2 separate regions of the Sus scrofa genome follow, and region 2 is linked to region 1. The links are chromatin contacts, called in public Hi-C maps. All regions are on one chromosome and are shown on one strand. Each heading gives the region's core, a stretch centred on a gene start, on an enhancer-like site or on the middle of the called end of the contact. The rest is flanking DNA. Distances are from core to core; before and after follow the strand shown. Region 1 overlaps LRIG1 (leucine-rich repeats and immunoglobulin-like domains protein 1). Region 2 has its middle 110 kb from the start of LRIG1.

Region 1 (7,258 bases), core at 1,606-4,105:
TGCCTTCGGGAAAGTTAGAAAAAAAGTTGGAGGTAGTTTGACAAATGACAGGAGGGAGATTCTCTCTGAGGCTTAACCGGCTAGGGCATACCCATTCTGAGCACCCTCGACCCCTCCATCTCTTTGTTGGTCCTTTTCTCTCCTGCCCATCCAGTGTCCCATCTCATACCCAGTTGATAGTAGGCAGAAGAAGAGTAATCAAAGCCTGTTGAACTCACTGCTTGTTCGATAGGAAATGAAAATAGGTAGGAAAATGTTGCTTTGGGTCAGAAACTGAAAACTCAGGCTAAACAGACATGTTCATGTGACGTGTGGGTTCTTATTCCCTGCATTATTGGGGGCTTGTTCATGAGGCTGGTTCAGGGGGCATTGTGATCCATCTACTCAGAGGTCAGAGCTAGGCACACAGATTTTCTAAGACCACCAAGGAGAAAAGTGCCTTGGCTATTCCTTAAGCCAGTGTAGTGGTGCTCAGCCCCGAGAGAGGACTTTCGAAAGGTGTCCAGCTGCTACCTGGCACTTCCTTGCTTGGGACAAAGGAACCACAGCTGCTAAATTGAATTGCAGTGACCTTCTCTCTTGGCATAAAGGCATGGGGAACTTTCTATTTTGGCAGATCCTGGCCGGTATATCTTCATCACACAGACTGTTCTTCTTTAATCTGGAGTGTTAAGAACAAACAGTCCAGCTCCATTTGCAAAGAATCCTCATGTGCCCTGTCCTGGGCTGCTGCCTGACAGAGACGAAAAATGCCTTCTCCCCTTTCCTTCCCCAATGTCAAAAATCCTCTCTGTTCTTTTTCCTTGCTGCTTAAGCCACAAAAAAGCAGCACTGGTCCAGGGAAAGTGGAAGGGGAGGTATGAGGGGTAACTTCTCATAGGAATGACCAAATTGTTCCCCCCTTCTCTTTCTTCTTTCTTGATATAATCTGCACACAACAGAATGCCCAGTTCCTAACTGCCCAGCACAGTGCATTATGACGGGAGGTTCCCCTTACATATCCTGTGAGTGGATGTCCTATGAAATATTGCTTGTTTTTTAAAGAGATTCTATACAGATCCCCCCCCACTTTTTTTTTTCTGCCCCCCCCCTTTTTGGTGGGGGCACACCCATGGCACATGGAGTTTCTCAGGCTAGAGGTTGAATTGGAGCTATAGCTGCTGGCCTACGCCACAGCCATGCCAGATCCAAGCTGTGTCTGTGACCTACACTGCAGCTCACAGCAACGCCGGATCTGCAACCCACTGAGCAAGGCCAGGGATTGAACCCACACTCTCATGGTTCCTAGTCGGATTTGTTTCCGCTGCGCCATGATGGGAACTCACAGATCCCTTTTTAAAAAAATTTTTATTGAGATACAATTGATTTATAATATTACCTTAGTTTTAGGTATACAGCATAGGGGTTCAGTTTTTTATAGATCATACTCCATTTGTAGTTTTTATAAGATACTGGTTATATCCTCAATGCTGTACAATATATCCTTGTAGCTTATTTATTTTATCCATGGTAGTTGGTACCTCTTGATCCCCTGCCCCCCATCGTGCCCCTCCCCCTCTTCCCTCTCTGACACATTTAAAATTATTTAGAGGTTCTTGTTTGGCTACTAACCACTGCGTTTTGTCTCCCAAACCATTCCAGAAACCTGGCAAGCAATCGGATCAGCACCCTAGAGTCGGGAGCATTTGATGGTCTGTCACGGTCACTGCTGACACTCCGGCTGAGCAAAAACAGGATCACCCAGCTTCCTGTGAAAGCGTTCAAGTTACCCCGGCTGACACAACTGTGAGTACAGAGACCTGCACTTTAATTAAGCTTATCTAAACTTTACCGAGGCCAGGCTTCCCCCAGGACCTCATCCAAAATGCACCCCCTTCCCAGCTCCCCCTCCATCAGGCTCTGCATAAACTACCATTAATGGCTGTGCGGCAGCACCTAATAAAAGCAAATTAGAAGTTGGGTCTGGTGCCTGCAGTCTGCCTCAGGTTGCTGAGAACCATCCATGGAGGATATTCACGCATGTCCTTGTTGGCACTTTGCAAAATGCCATGAGGAATTGTGTTGCTTAGCTGATCCTGGCTAATGCTTAGCCTGTATGGCTTGGGTTCCTTATTTATTGTTGAGGTTTCCGTGGGGTCTTTTGGGGTTTTTTTGGCCCCGCCCATGGCATGCAGCAGTTCCCAGACCGGCAATTGAACCCAGGCCACAGCAGTGACAATACTGAGTCCTTAATGATTAGGGCACCAGGGAACTCCAGTTTCTGTGGGGCTTTTTTTTTTCTTTTTTCTTTTTAAGGAACTGTATAACCTGTGCTGTGACCATTATGGGGTCCAATGTTGCTTAAGTGGTTTGAGAGGAAGTTAGTATAACCAGAGGTGGGAAGTGGAAGATGAGCCGACTTAATCTCATGAAGTAGTTGATTGATTTTTTTTTTTTTAAATAAAGATATATTTGTTTAGTTTTTTGACCAGCACAGCTGAGTGGCCTCCTAGAAAGTTCTAGGGTTTGTAGTCCAGAAAACCTCTATTTACCAGAACCTGGTGGACTGTTTGTTCCTTGGTTTTTTGGTTTTCCTCTGTCTTTTTTTTTTTTTTTTTTTTTTTTTTTTTATAGCAAAAGAGTGTATCACAGGAAAATAAGCCGATATTGGAGATTTGGTTTAAGCACAACAAAAGAGTTGCTCAGGGCCAGGACTGGGGGCAAGACCAGGTGCCCCTCAGCCTCCTCACTGCTGTTCTTACCCTGCACACACATGCATGGTGGGTCCTGGCTGTGCTCTCTCCAGTCCTGGAGGAGCTCCTTGGGCTCAGGACTTGGGTAGCTCATGAGACACTGCAGAAGTATTTGGGGAAAACCAGGGGCTTTCTGGTGAGGCTGTGTTCTCCCGCCCCTTCCTTGAGCGTGACTGATGGGCCAGTCTACCCAATTCCTGAAATCTTTGGGTTCACTGAGGTCTCATCATACTGGAGCTGGAAGGCTGTGTGTGTGTGTGTGTGTGTATGTGTATCCAGATGACCCCTCCTGAGTGCACTCACTTCTCTGTCGCTAGCGACCCGAGTACTGCCTGAGGGAGAAGTGTCATTGCCTTTTGAAACCCAGTGGTTAGATCTTCCCTAGGTTGAGGCATCTGGTGTGAATTTTTGCAGTGGAGCCAAGAGACAACTCGCCTAAGACATTCACATCTTGAGTCACTCCTGCTCACTGTGGAGTCATGGGTGCTTAGGGAGGAAATGGCCACTACGCTCACTCAGTTGTGGACGTGGTGGGTCCCCCTTTTACCCATTAGCAGGGACCAGTCAGTGTCTGCATGCACGTGGCCCCCACTGTGGGTTGGGCTTGCAGGACCTCTTTCCTGAATTGTTCCCAGGGGCTGTATGGGGGTGTTTGTGGGTGGGGTGACTAGGGGATGCTCTGAACCGCTGGCTTTGTCTCTGTAGGGACCTCAATCGGAATCGGATTCGGCTGATCGAGGGCCTAACGTTCCAGGGGCTCGACAGTTTGGAGGTGCTGAAGCTTCAGCGAAACAACATCAGCAAGCTGACGGACGGGGCTTTCTGGGGGCTGGCCAGGATGCACGTGCTGTGAGTGTGGGACTTCGGCTGGACCCAGCGCCCTGCCTGTTGGGACGTCAGCTTGGCCCTGCTTAGTGTCTGTGGGGACGTGGCCAGACCTCAGGGTGTTTTCCTTGCCAGTTAGGAAAATCTCTAGGGGGCGGAGGTGTCAGTAGACCAGGCGCAGGGAGGGGCTGTTTTGCTGGGCTGCTGCCCACCCCTGCTTCCTTCATGGACCGTGGGTTCTCCTTCCCACATTTTCTGCCCTCTCCCCCATACCACAGGAAGTGTCCTCTCTCCCTGCCTCAGGTTTGATGGTCTTTCTTGCTGTGCAGGTGGGCCAAAAATGTCGGGTTCATCCCGAGAGATTTATTTATGTTTTGTGAGTCAGTCAAGCCACGTGGTGCAGATGTTCCACTTTTATCAAGGGAGTGTTCGCTCCAGCCAGATGTGGACAATTGCGGGGCTTGCTGCCCGCCTGCCAGAGTCACGGAAAACCACGGCAGAGAAGCATCTGGAAAAGGGCAGACGAGGCCGTTTTCTGATCTTCAATTTTTAAACATTGAAATTTATTTTTTTAATCAAAAGAAATGGATACTGGTAGTTGAGCAATACCAGGGACTGAGGAAAGTGGCCATAGCAGCCCCCTCCAGCTCCCTCTTCTCTCTCTGCCCCAATTCCACTCCCAGGAGGCAGGCAGTTGCTTGTCACCATTTCCATTTTTGTGTTTCTCTGCTGGCAGTCTTGCTGGTGGTTACTCCCAAAGACACTTATTCCACTATGTTGATAAGTTAACATGAGATTCCTTGCTTTATGGTCAATGATTTAACCTGTTATCCACCCCCAACCCTGACTCCCTCCCAGACTCTCAAAGTTACACCATTCCGTTTATGTCCTTTATCAGTTATCTTGGCAACTGAAACCAAAAAACGAAAGTTTGAATTCAAGTTCCATCTACTCCTTGTGCCGTCCTCATGATCAGAAGCATCCCTCAGTGTCCACACCTTCACACACACACACACACACACACACACACACGCTTTGATTTATGAAATGATGGCCTTAGTGCTACTGTTTTGTTCCTCTCTCTGTTGTTCACCTCGGAGTGGCTCTACGTCTGTTTTTACATATTCAGGAACCCTTTTTCCTCGGAATCCTTAAAAACTGTCATTTTAGATGTTGAAACCCCGGCAGTGGTGTGCTGGGTGGCCTGAGAGTCAAAAGAGAATTGTCAAGGGAAAGTGGAGTTATTAGCACACACTGTGTGGTTGCCTGAAGCCTTTGTGATAGTGAGTGTGGAGCAGCATTTGCAGTGGTAGCTGCTGTTCCTGAGGCCAGTCATGTGGGGCAGCGTTGTCCCAGGCTGGGCTGTGCTGCGTCCAGAAGTGGAATGATAGTAGCATCCTTACTCTGTAAGCTCAGCAGGAGCTAAGTTCTCAGCACGGGTGCTTAAATTCTGACCCATGTTTTCTTCCCTCTCACACCAGCCCTGTGGAGTTGATACTTCTTGAGTCACTCCACTTTCAGGATGTTCAGGCTCATTTAAACACCCAGGTGGTAAAATTGCAAATTAAATCCAAGTAGTCCATTGTTGCCATCGTGGCTCAGCAGGTTATGAACCCGGCTGGTACCCTTGAGAATGTGGGTTTGATCCCTGGCCTCACTCAGTGGGTTAAGGATCTGGCTTTTGTGTGAGCTGTGGTATAGGTCGCAGATGTGGCAGGGATCCTGCATTGCTGTGGCTGTGGTGTAGTAGGCCAGAAGTTGTAGCTCTGATTCAACCCCTAGCCTGGGAACCTCCATATGCCTCAGGTGCGGCCATGAAAAGCAAACAACAACAACAGCAACAAAATCTAAGTAGTCTGACCCCAGAGCTCAAGCCATGCCTGTGGGCTCAGTGGTCCAGAGCCCAGACTTGATTAGCCAAACCTGGGTTTGATGGCTGGGCCCTAACTACTGGCTAAGCCCTGGAATGAGCTAGTTTCCCTAGCATCTCTCAGGATCAGTTTGCTCATCTGCAAGATGGTGATAACGATGAGAGCTACCTCCTCATCTTTCCCTTCTTCTTCCTGACGTGGGCCTGCCTGCTGTTCAGAGCTCCTGTGTGTGCTGGTTTATGGCTATTTGGCTAAACAGGTTGCTTCTCAGCAGCTTCTACTTGGCCCCTGAGCTCTGCTTTGGCCTGGGTCCTCACCATCATTCGTGCTGCCTCGCCTGTCTTCCCTCACCCCCTACATAGGCGCGCGCACACACACACACACACACACACACACACACAGAGGTGGAGGTGCACACACCCATATAAGTGCACACACATGCACACTTAGGTGCATGCATGCACGCGCACACACACACACACACACACATACATCACACACACGAGCAAACTGCTCATAGATCTTTCCAGCATTTTGTTAGGGACCAGAGTGGGACGCCAGTGGGCTGTTTCTTTGCCACCTGTGGGGCAGGTGCATGAGCCCCTGGGGTCCCTGCTCAGCATCCTGTCTTTGCAGGCACCTGGAGTTCAACAGCCTGGCAGAGGTGAACAGTGGCTCGCTCTACGGCCTCACGGCTCTGCACCAGCTCCATCTCAGCAACAACTCCATCTCCCGGATCAACCGTGATGGCTGGAGCTTCTGCCAGAGGCTGCATGAGCTGTGAGTGTCCCTGCTTGGCTCTGTGTGGGATTTAGGGACATGGCCTGGATGGGAAGGCTCTAGAGCCTGGGGAGCTCTTGGCAGCATCCCACAGTACAGTGGGTCAGGGGGCCAGAGCCCCTGCAGAGGAAGAACCGGAGACCTTTTGGGCCCCATTCACCAGAGCTTGACTCCCACCTTACCTCTACTCTGTGGCTTACCTTGGGTTTAGTAGGGCTACTATTGAAGGGTACCTGCTCTGAGAACCTCTGTTCATGTCGCTGCACCACATGACAGGCGTTGGTCTAGTGAGGGGGCCACAGGCAGACCTCTGTGTGCGACCTTGCACGTTCAGTTCCAGACCACCGCAGTGAAGCATGTGCCACATTAAAGCGAGTAATACAGACTTTTAGGTTTCCCTGTGCATAGAAAAGTATCTCTTTTTTTTCTTTTTAGGGCCATATCTGCAGTACATGGAAGTTCCTTCTGAGGCTGGGGGTCAAATTGGAGCTACAGCTGCTGGCCTACGCCATAGCCACAGCAGCGCAGGATCCGAGCCACATCTGTGACCTACACCACAGTTCATGGCAATCCAGATCCTTGACCCACTGAGCAGTGAGGCCAGGGATCGAACCCGCATCCACATGGATACTAGTTGGATTCGTTTCCACTGAGCCACGATGGAAACTCCTAGAAAAATATTTATGCTATACCGTAGTCTATTAAGAGTGCAATAGCATTATGTCTAAAAAAATGTTTAGGAGTTTCCGTTGTGGAGCAGTGGTTAACGAATCTGACTAGGAACCATGAGGTTGTGGGTTCGATCCCTGGCTTTGCTCAGTGGGTTAAGGATCCAGCGTTGCCGTGAGCTGTGGTGTAGGTTGCAGATGCGGTTTGGATCCCACGTTGCTGTGGCTCTGGCGTAGGCCGGCGGCTATGGCTCTAATTCGACCCCTAGCCTGGAACCTCCACATGCTGCAAGAGCGGCCCAAGAAATGGCAAAAAGACATAAAAAAAGGAAGAAGAAAAATACCTTCTTGGTAAAAAATGCCATCCATCATCTGACTGCAC
Region 2 (7,258 bases), core at 3,087-5,586, 190 kb before region 1:
GGGCATGGCTATAAAAGAAAAAATAACAGTAATTTTTAAAAAGTATCTTGGAAATTATTGGAACACTTCTACTGCAACATATCACTCAGTAAGCAGATTTGCTCAATGTATAGTTGAAATTCTGTAGAGAAATAAAGGGTGCTCTGGACTGAATTGCGTCTCCCTCAGAATTCACGTGTTGAAGCACTCAGGGTATTTGGAGATGTGGCCTTTGGGAGGAATTAGGTTTGAATGAGATATGAGGGTGGAACCCCCATGAGGAGATTAGTGCCCTTATAAGAAGACACTAGAGAACTCACTCTTGCTTTCTCCACCATGCAAGGACACAGCAAGAAGGCAGCTGTCCACAAGCTACCAAGAGTGGTCTTAACAGAACCCGACCATGCTGGCACCCTGATCTTGGATGTCCAGTGTCCAGAATTATGAGAAAATTAATTTCTCTTGCTTAGCTACCCAGTACGCTATTTTGTTACAGCATCCCTAGCTGACTAAGACAGAGGGAGATTATTACTCATTCTTGCATCCATTTTTCATTGATCCATTGCCCAGTGGTGATGACATATTTTGGCTCTCACCCCTGGTCACAAGGGGTCTGGTGTGGTTGTGGTAGCCATGGAGAGCATCCCTGGGCAGAGTGGGACTCTGAGGGAAAGATGAATAGACACTTGCCAGGAGGGATGGCTAAGGAAGAGTGTGCCAGGCAGGCTGAATCAAGACCCTGAAGTGAGACAAGGTACATGGAATAAAAGTAGTCCAGCCTGGATGGAGAAGAGAATAGGGGGTCAAAGGAGATGCGAAGAAGTAGGCAGGGGCCAGACAGCCTTTGGGGTTGTGACCACGTCTTGGTTTGCTTGGGACAGCCCCTGGGTATATCCGTTGCACCAGCGTAATTTCCATTGCATTCACTTTCCCTTTGAGCAACTCCCTCATTGAGAAGATAACTTAGTCCCCCTGCACTTGAGCCAGAGTGAGGATCCCACCAAATCCTGAGGATGGTGGGCCATCCTTTGCAGGATTTTTGGCCAGAGTGTTAAGGTGTTAGTGTCTCTCTCTCTCTCTCTTTTTTCTTTTTTGGCCACCCCGTGGCATATGGATTTCCCAGGTCAGGAATCAAATCTGAGCCACAGTTGTGACCTATGATGCAGCTATGGCAACAACAAATCCTTTAACCCACTGTCCTGGGCCAGGGATCAAACCTGCATCCTGGTGCTGCAGAGATGCTGCTGATCTTATTGCACCACAGCGGGAACTCCTCATTTTTATTTTTAAAAGACCTTGCTTGCTTCAGGGATTAGAGCTATTGCTCAAAGAAAAATAAGCTGACCTGAAGTACTGCTTATTCCTCACAAAGGGAAGGGGGAAAAATGGGGGTGGGGAGAAGACAGCCAGAGCCTTTGAAACCTAACAGGATCTTTGTGCTAAACTTCAAGGCCCTCACCTTAAGGTTGTAGTGAGGATGGCTGTTTTGTTTACTTCCCCCCATTCCCCACTTCCCCAACCCTCCCAACTCCCAACCCCATCTCCTAACCACCTCTCCATCCCCACCCCCAACCTCCTCCCCACCCTCCACCCTCTTCCAACCCTCCCACTGCCTATACCCACCCCTAGATAAAAAGCCACCTAACAAAGTTCAACCAGGGAAAAGGCAGGGAACAAATAGGGTTTGCCCTGTGGGACCAGGTCCTTTATCACCTTAGATGCTTTGCTCATCCGATTTGGAACTAAGGAGCCGGCAGTGGTCCATGTGGATGCCTGTACTGCAGAGTCAGAACAGCTCTGTCCATCCCTGCACCTGGATTTCCCTCTGCAAGACAGCCAGAATCCACCCTTTAGGACAGATGTACCGGTGCTTGAAATGATCATTTTGAGCAGAGATGTCCTGCAGGGTTTAAAAAAAAACAGACTTTTTCCCAATTTCTCCTATGCTTTCTAACCCTTAGGAAAGGGCCCATGCACTATGTCAAAGAATGCTTTGCTTCCTTTGTTCCAGAACTTTCTAAAGATCAATGAAATTCTCCAAAAGATTCTTCTTTTACTCCTTTATCCTCTTACCTCCATCCGTTCCCCCCCCCCATTATCTTTTTTTTTACTTGCCAAGCACAAGAGGAGTTTGTCTAGTGGTGATTTTTTAACTTCCTTCCAAATTGCTCTCTCTAAGCAGAGCCACAAACCCTGTTCTTAAGAATTTTTTACAGTACAGTATTCCCTGTTACACCAAGCCCTATTAAAAAGGAAACATTACCTATTTTCCATCTTTAGTTCAACTTTAAAATTAAATCTTTTTCCCCCCTGAGTGTGAAACCAAACCGGTCCCTGTCCCTTTAAGGCAGATCCATCATCCCAAATGTGGATGAGAGTTTGTATTGGCACCATCTTGAAAAGAATTATTTTCTGACCTTGCTGGGGAAAGAAAGCTTTCTGGCTCTTTGCTAGAGAAGGCCATTTTGATGTAAAGTGACATTTCTCAGATGCCCATCTTGGGAAGATTCGATGTGCAACCCCAAATTTCTGGCAGCTGAAAGCCTGGTCTCATCTGCCAGCCCTGGGCAGAGATAAAGAAAAAAAAAAAAAAATGTGGATGAGCAGCAGGCAGATGGTATTTCAACAAGAAGCCTTTTCTCTGAGCCCAGGGAGATGAGCTGGGGAAGGGGTCAGGGAGGGAGGGGGTAAGAAGGGGGAGCAGCCCTTCTCGCAGTGAGAGAATCAACAAAAAGAGACACTTTCCCCGCTTTTCAGTGAGAGGGCTGTTTCCCCTGTTTTCTAGCCCGTTTTGAGCACCATTTATTGAGAGGCGCCTTTCTTCTCAAGTCTTTTTATCCTGGGATGCTGAGCACATTCCCGTGTCCTTCTCCCAAAGAGGATTCTCCCACACTCCCGCCCAGCCGCCCTGCCCCGCCGTTCACAGCTTGCTGGGTTCTGCTGCTTTCCACTAGAAAACGGTTTTGTATTGTTTCTTCTTCTCACGTTCCTAAGACCAGGAATTTAAGAGGTGGAAAAGATCCTCTTGGTTTTTGTACAACAAAAGTTATCACCATCTTGTAAATAAACTATACTTCAATAAAACTTAAAAAAATATTGCTAGTAAAAAAAAATCATCTCAGAAAATAGCGACAAATCAAGGGCTTCTTCCTCTTCTTTTTCTAGCTTCTTTTGCTCTTTGGGGAAGGATATTGTAAGGGTGAGATAGGGAAAACTTGGCTTCATTCATTCTTGATTTATTTTCTCTTCTTGTATCTTCCACGTCTGAGAATTAGACTTATCTTTTTTTTTCTCTTTAATAACAAACATCAAAAGGAAAGCCATCAAACATTTTCCTTTGCCATCAGGTTTTTAGCATGTCTGATACATGAGATGTGGATGTACTTAAAGGTGGACTTGACAAGCAAATCCAGGGTGAGTAATGACAACAGAAACTCCTTCCCTACACAGAGCTGCCTAAAGCCAAGTCCCAGCCCTACTGCCATCCAGCTGTGTGACTTTGGGCGAGTTACTTAACCTCTCTGTTTTCTCCACCAGTAAGATTGAGACAGTAATCACACACATTTGTTAGGATTGTTATGTGGATTAATGGGGGTATTGCTGACTAGATGCTCAAGAAATAGTAACTTTTATGCTTATTATGTAACTATACCTTGACCATTATTAATATATCTGTATATATTAACTTACACATTTCTTTCTGGGCAGACTGTGTACCCTTCATTTTTCTAATAATTTTTCTAATAAGTAGAAAGCCAGGTATCCTGATATCCAAGGCCAGTTTACATCTTCATTTTAGTGTCTGCCCCCACCTGAGGCCCTTTAGCAGGAAGAGGCCCCAGACAGCAAGGCTCATGGAACAGAATTCCAGGGCAATGGGTTTTGGGAATTGGTTGCTTAAATAAATATCAGCGTCTGGATTATTTTTATTTTTTCTTTCAAAGAAACTTCCAGAATAAAATTGGCTAGATGGAAAATCCCAAAGCCCCTGTACATACTTCAGTCTTTGCCCTGAAGATTAGTTGTGGCACATGGGGTGGGGGGCGGAGAATCCCACCAGAGCCCTTCCCCCTTCTTTCAAGATCCCAAAGTCATTCAAGGTCAGGTGGGCCCCCAAGAAGCTCATGATTCTCCATACCCCAATCCGAACACTCCTCCTGGGGGAGAATGGTTTTCTCAAATCCCTAGCCATGGGTCTTCCAATGTCCCAATTTTATGCTTGTTGTTATGACTTATAAAAGCTCACTGGGTTTGTTTTGAAGACAGGGGAAAAAATAACATTACGCTATTTTAAACGCCTGCAAATATTTCAAATATGACCCAAGGCAGTAAAAATGCCCTATTTCCCAAACCACAAACCCCACTCCTTGTTAAAATCCAATTGCCATCTGAGTGTGGGATGAAGCGTCAGGATGCCAAGCCCTAGGCGTCACACATGTTGTCTTTCTTTGAGTGAAATGCTGTGAAATACTGTTGTCTCCACCACTTTCATTTCACCTCTCACAGTCAAAGCTCCTAAAACTGCTCGAAAACTATACTGCACAGGAACAACTTCTAGACTCCACTGCAGTCTGACTGGAAGGAGCAGGGCTGTGTGGAGAATGAAAAGGGAATGGAAATCATTTCCGAGAGCTCTCTTTTTGAGATGATAGAGATGGCAGAGCACAGGTCAGCATAAATGTGGCTCCCAGGCTTTTCTGGCTGTTTCCCTCTGGTGCTCAGAGCACAAGGACAGTTTCTGATTCATTTCAGGGAGTGCTGTGCCAAGCTCAGTGTCTGACACTGAGCACCTAGCAGACGTTAGTTGAATGAATGATCTATTTAAAGAATGAGGCCTAAAAGGGAAACAAAATTGGCATAACTCACCTTATTTTTACTCGATGTAAGTGAGTGGACTGTTTTATGTTAACCGTGTAGTTTAAAATTTAAACACAATATTTGTGCCTACATAAATAGATGAAAAAGGTAAAATGTCATAACATTGGGTGTTTGTTATTAAAGTTGGAGCTTGCCTTTGGATTATGACAACTTGATTTAAAACAAGGAATGGACTGTTCCTTACTCCACTTACTCTAAATTTCAGTGTTTTGCAATGTCAAGTCTTTCTCCGGGATCTAAACAGATGGTGACAAAGGGTAGGTGCCTTGTGGAGAAATTGCATCTGAACATTGATGTTTCTAGGTGATTGAAGGGAGAGCAGAGAAAAGCTGATGCCAGACCTGGGATAGAGCAACCCTGATGGCAAACCCATCTAACCTGGAGTGTCCCAGAGAAAAATCAGCTGCTTCTTTCCAAGTTCTAGCAGTCCAAGACTTGAACTTGACTAGGCAGTTTTAGGGAACAGAGAGCTTACATTTTTCCCCTTGACTTTTTTTTTTTAATAGCCACACCCACAGCATATGGAAGTTCCCAGGCCAGAGATTGAATCCAAGCCTCAGCTGCAACCTACACTGCAATTGCAGCAACACTTGATCCTTTAACCCACTGTGCCGGGCCAGGGATTGAACCCACACCTTCACAGTGACCCAAACTGCTGCAGTCAGGTTCTGAACCCACTGCACCATAGCGGGAACTCCACCTTGACATTTTTTTTTAAATTGAGGTATAATTGACATACAATATTATATCAGTTTCTGGTGTCCAACATAATGATTCAATATTTGTAGGTATTGTGAAATGATCACCACAGTTAGCCTAATTAACACCCATTACTGTTATTACTTACAAAATTGTCTTTTCCTGATGATAAGGACTTTTAAGATCTACTCTCTTAGCGACTTGCAAACATGCAATACAGTATTGTTAACAACAGTCACCACGTGGTACCTCACCTCCCTGATCTGTTTACTTTCTCACTGGAAATTTATACCTTTTAACACCCCCTGACTTAAACATTCAAGGATAGATATGTGCAGGAGTTGTATGACCTTTATCTCAATATAAAAGGATCGCTTTTTCTCTGAGCCTCAGCACCCCACCAACACACACACACACACACACACACACACACACACACGGCCTCTCTAGTGTCAGCCTCTGTGATTATCATAGGACAGTAAAGTTTGGAGTGCCACAGTTGTCCTCCACTCTGGGGGTGTGCAATTCTAAGAAAGCCCCCACTGTGTTTGTGGAGCCACATGCTATGTTATCACGGGCCTCTGATTCCCAAGCTGCTGCCTTTGTGCTCACTGCCTATCAAGCGACATGGCGGAGGTGTGCAGCTCCTTAACACTGAGAAAGCTCTGGGGGGTAAAAACAAAGAACCACACAACCCAAAAGTTCAAAGGAAAAGAGACTTGCAAAAGAGTCGGACCAAGTTCAGATCCCAGCTCACCATGTGCAGCTTGTGTGGATCTAGGCAAGTCCCTTGCTCTTGTGAGCCTCCCTCTATTGCCTCATAAGTAAAAATAGAAATAACAAGAGGACCTTCCCCATGGAGTTGTTCTGAAGCCTGGGTGAGATCATCACATAAGGCCCTTGCAAACTTCAAGGCAAACAGGAAGTGCTCACTGAAGGTTTACAACAACTCCATCAATGAGACGTATTCAGCTAAAATTCAGGGTCTACCCTAGGACTGCATAAGTGGTATTTTCTGCCCAAGAAGCATTGCAAAGGGAGACACCCAGCCTGTTCCCCTCCAGGAGGAGGGGTTGGTGATATTCTGTCAACAATCAAACCCCAAGAAAAAGCATCCAATGCAACCTGCCTGGGCATCCTCTCCCAGCTCAGCTGGTTCCCAATTAACACCTTATTAGTCTGCACACCTGGGGTGTGACTTTGTTTTCCACCAGCCAGTCTTTAACCCTGTCATGGACAGCTCCCCTCAGGTGGGTGGGGCCGAGTCAGTTTCCCCATTGGAGGGGTAAAACTAGGGAAAGGGCCAGATTCAAGACCTTTTAGAATCCTTAGTCTAGAATCATCCACATTTCCTTTTCCGTGGAAGTTTTTGCAACCTGCAGAAGGCTGCAGACCTCTTCTCAGAATAAGGCTTTGAAATGCATAAAACAAAATACGTAGGATCATAAAAGGAAAAATTATATTAAGATACAGTGTTTACATTTAAAATTTGTAATAGATAGTATTTGAGTTTCTTTAGTGAATAACTGAATAACATGATCCAACAGCCAGTCTGATATCCATCATCGTTCTGAAGATGTGATGGGGGAAATGCTATTTCACACCACACCTGTAACATGATCTGAAAATACCTGTCATTTCTGTTGGTGACAGAGTGCCAGGAACCGCCATGTGGGTGTGGTTTGTGGCTCAAGTCCTAACT

Evidence for each region. A called contact is a pair of places that touch in the nucleus more often than the background predicts.
Region 2: a contact with region 1 is called in a Hi-C map of embryonic fibroblasts, with 2.2 times the contacts expected there. The contact joins two enhancer-like sites. A contact is called at or near these places in 2 of 47 Hi-C or Micro-C datasets (brain and embryonic fibroblasts) and 1 of 2 datasets of contacts at active chromatin or transcription factors (skeletal muscle).

The regions. Positions count from the first base shown.
Region 1 is chr13:47,937,623-47,944,880 of Sscrofa11.1, reverse strand. LRIG1 (leucine-rich repeats and immunoglobulin-like domains protein 1) reads left to right here. Exons shown (of 20, transcript XM_005669717.3): 6 at 1,642-1,785; 7 at 3,438-3,581; 8 at 6,065-6,208. Among named protein-coding and RNA genes, the nearest start is that of LRIG1, 86 kb to the left of the region's middle. Within about 2 kb of position 2,855, at least 6 of the 83 cell types and tissues checked have an H3K27ac peak or open chromatin away from gene starts, as enhancers often do. A contact at or near this core is called in embryonic fibroblasts, where this site is marked.
Region 2 is chr13:48,133,924-48,141,181 of Sscrofa11.1, reverse strand. No RefSeq gene overlaps it. Among named protein-coding and RNA genes, the nearest start is that of LRIG1, 110 kb to the right of the region's middle. Within about 2 kb of position 4,336, at least 8 of the 83 cell types and tissues checked have an H3K27ac peak or open chromatin away from gene starts, as enhancers often do. A contact at or near this core is called in embryonic fibroblasts, where this site is marked.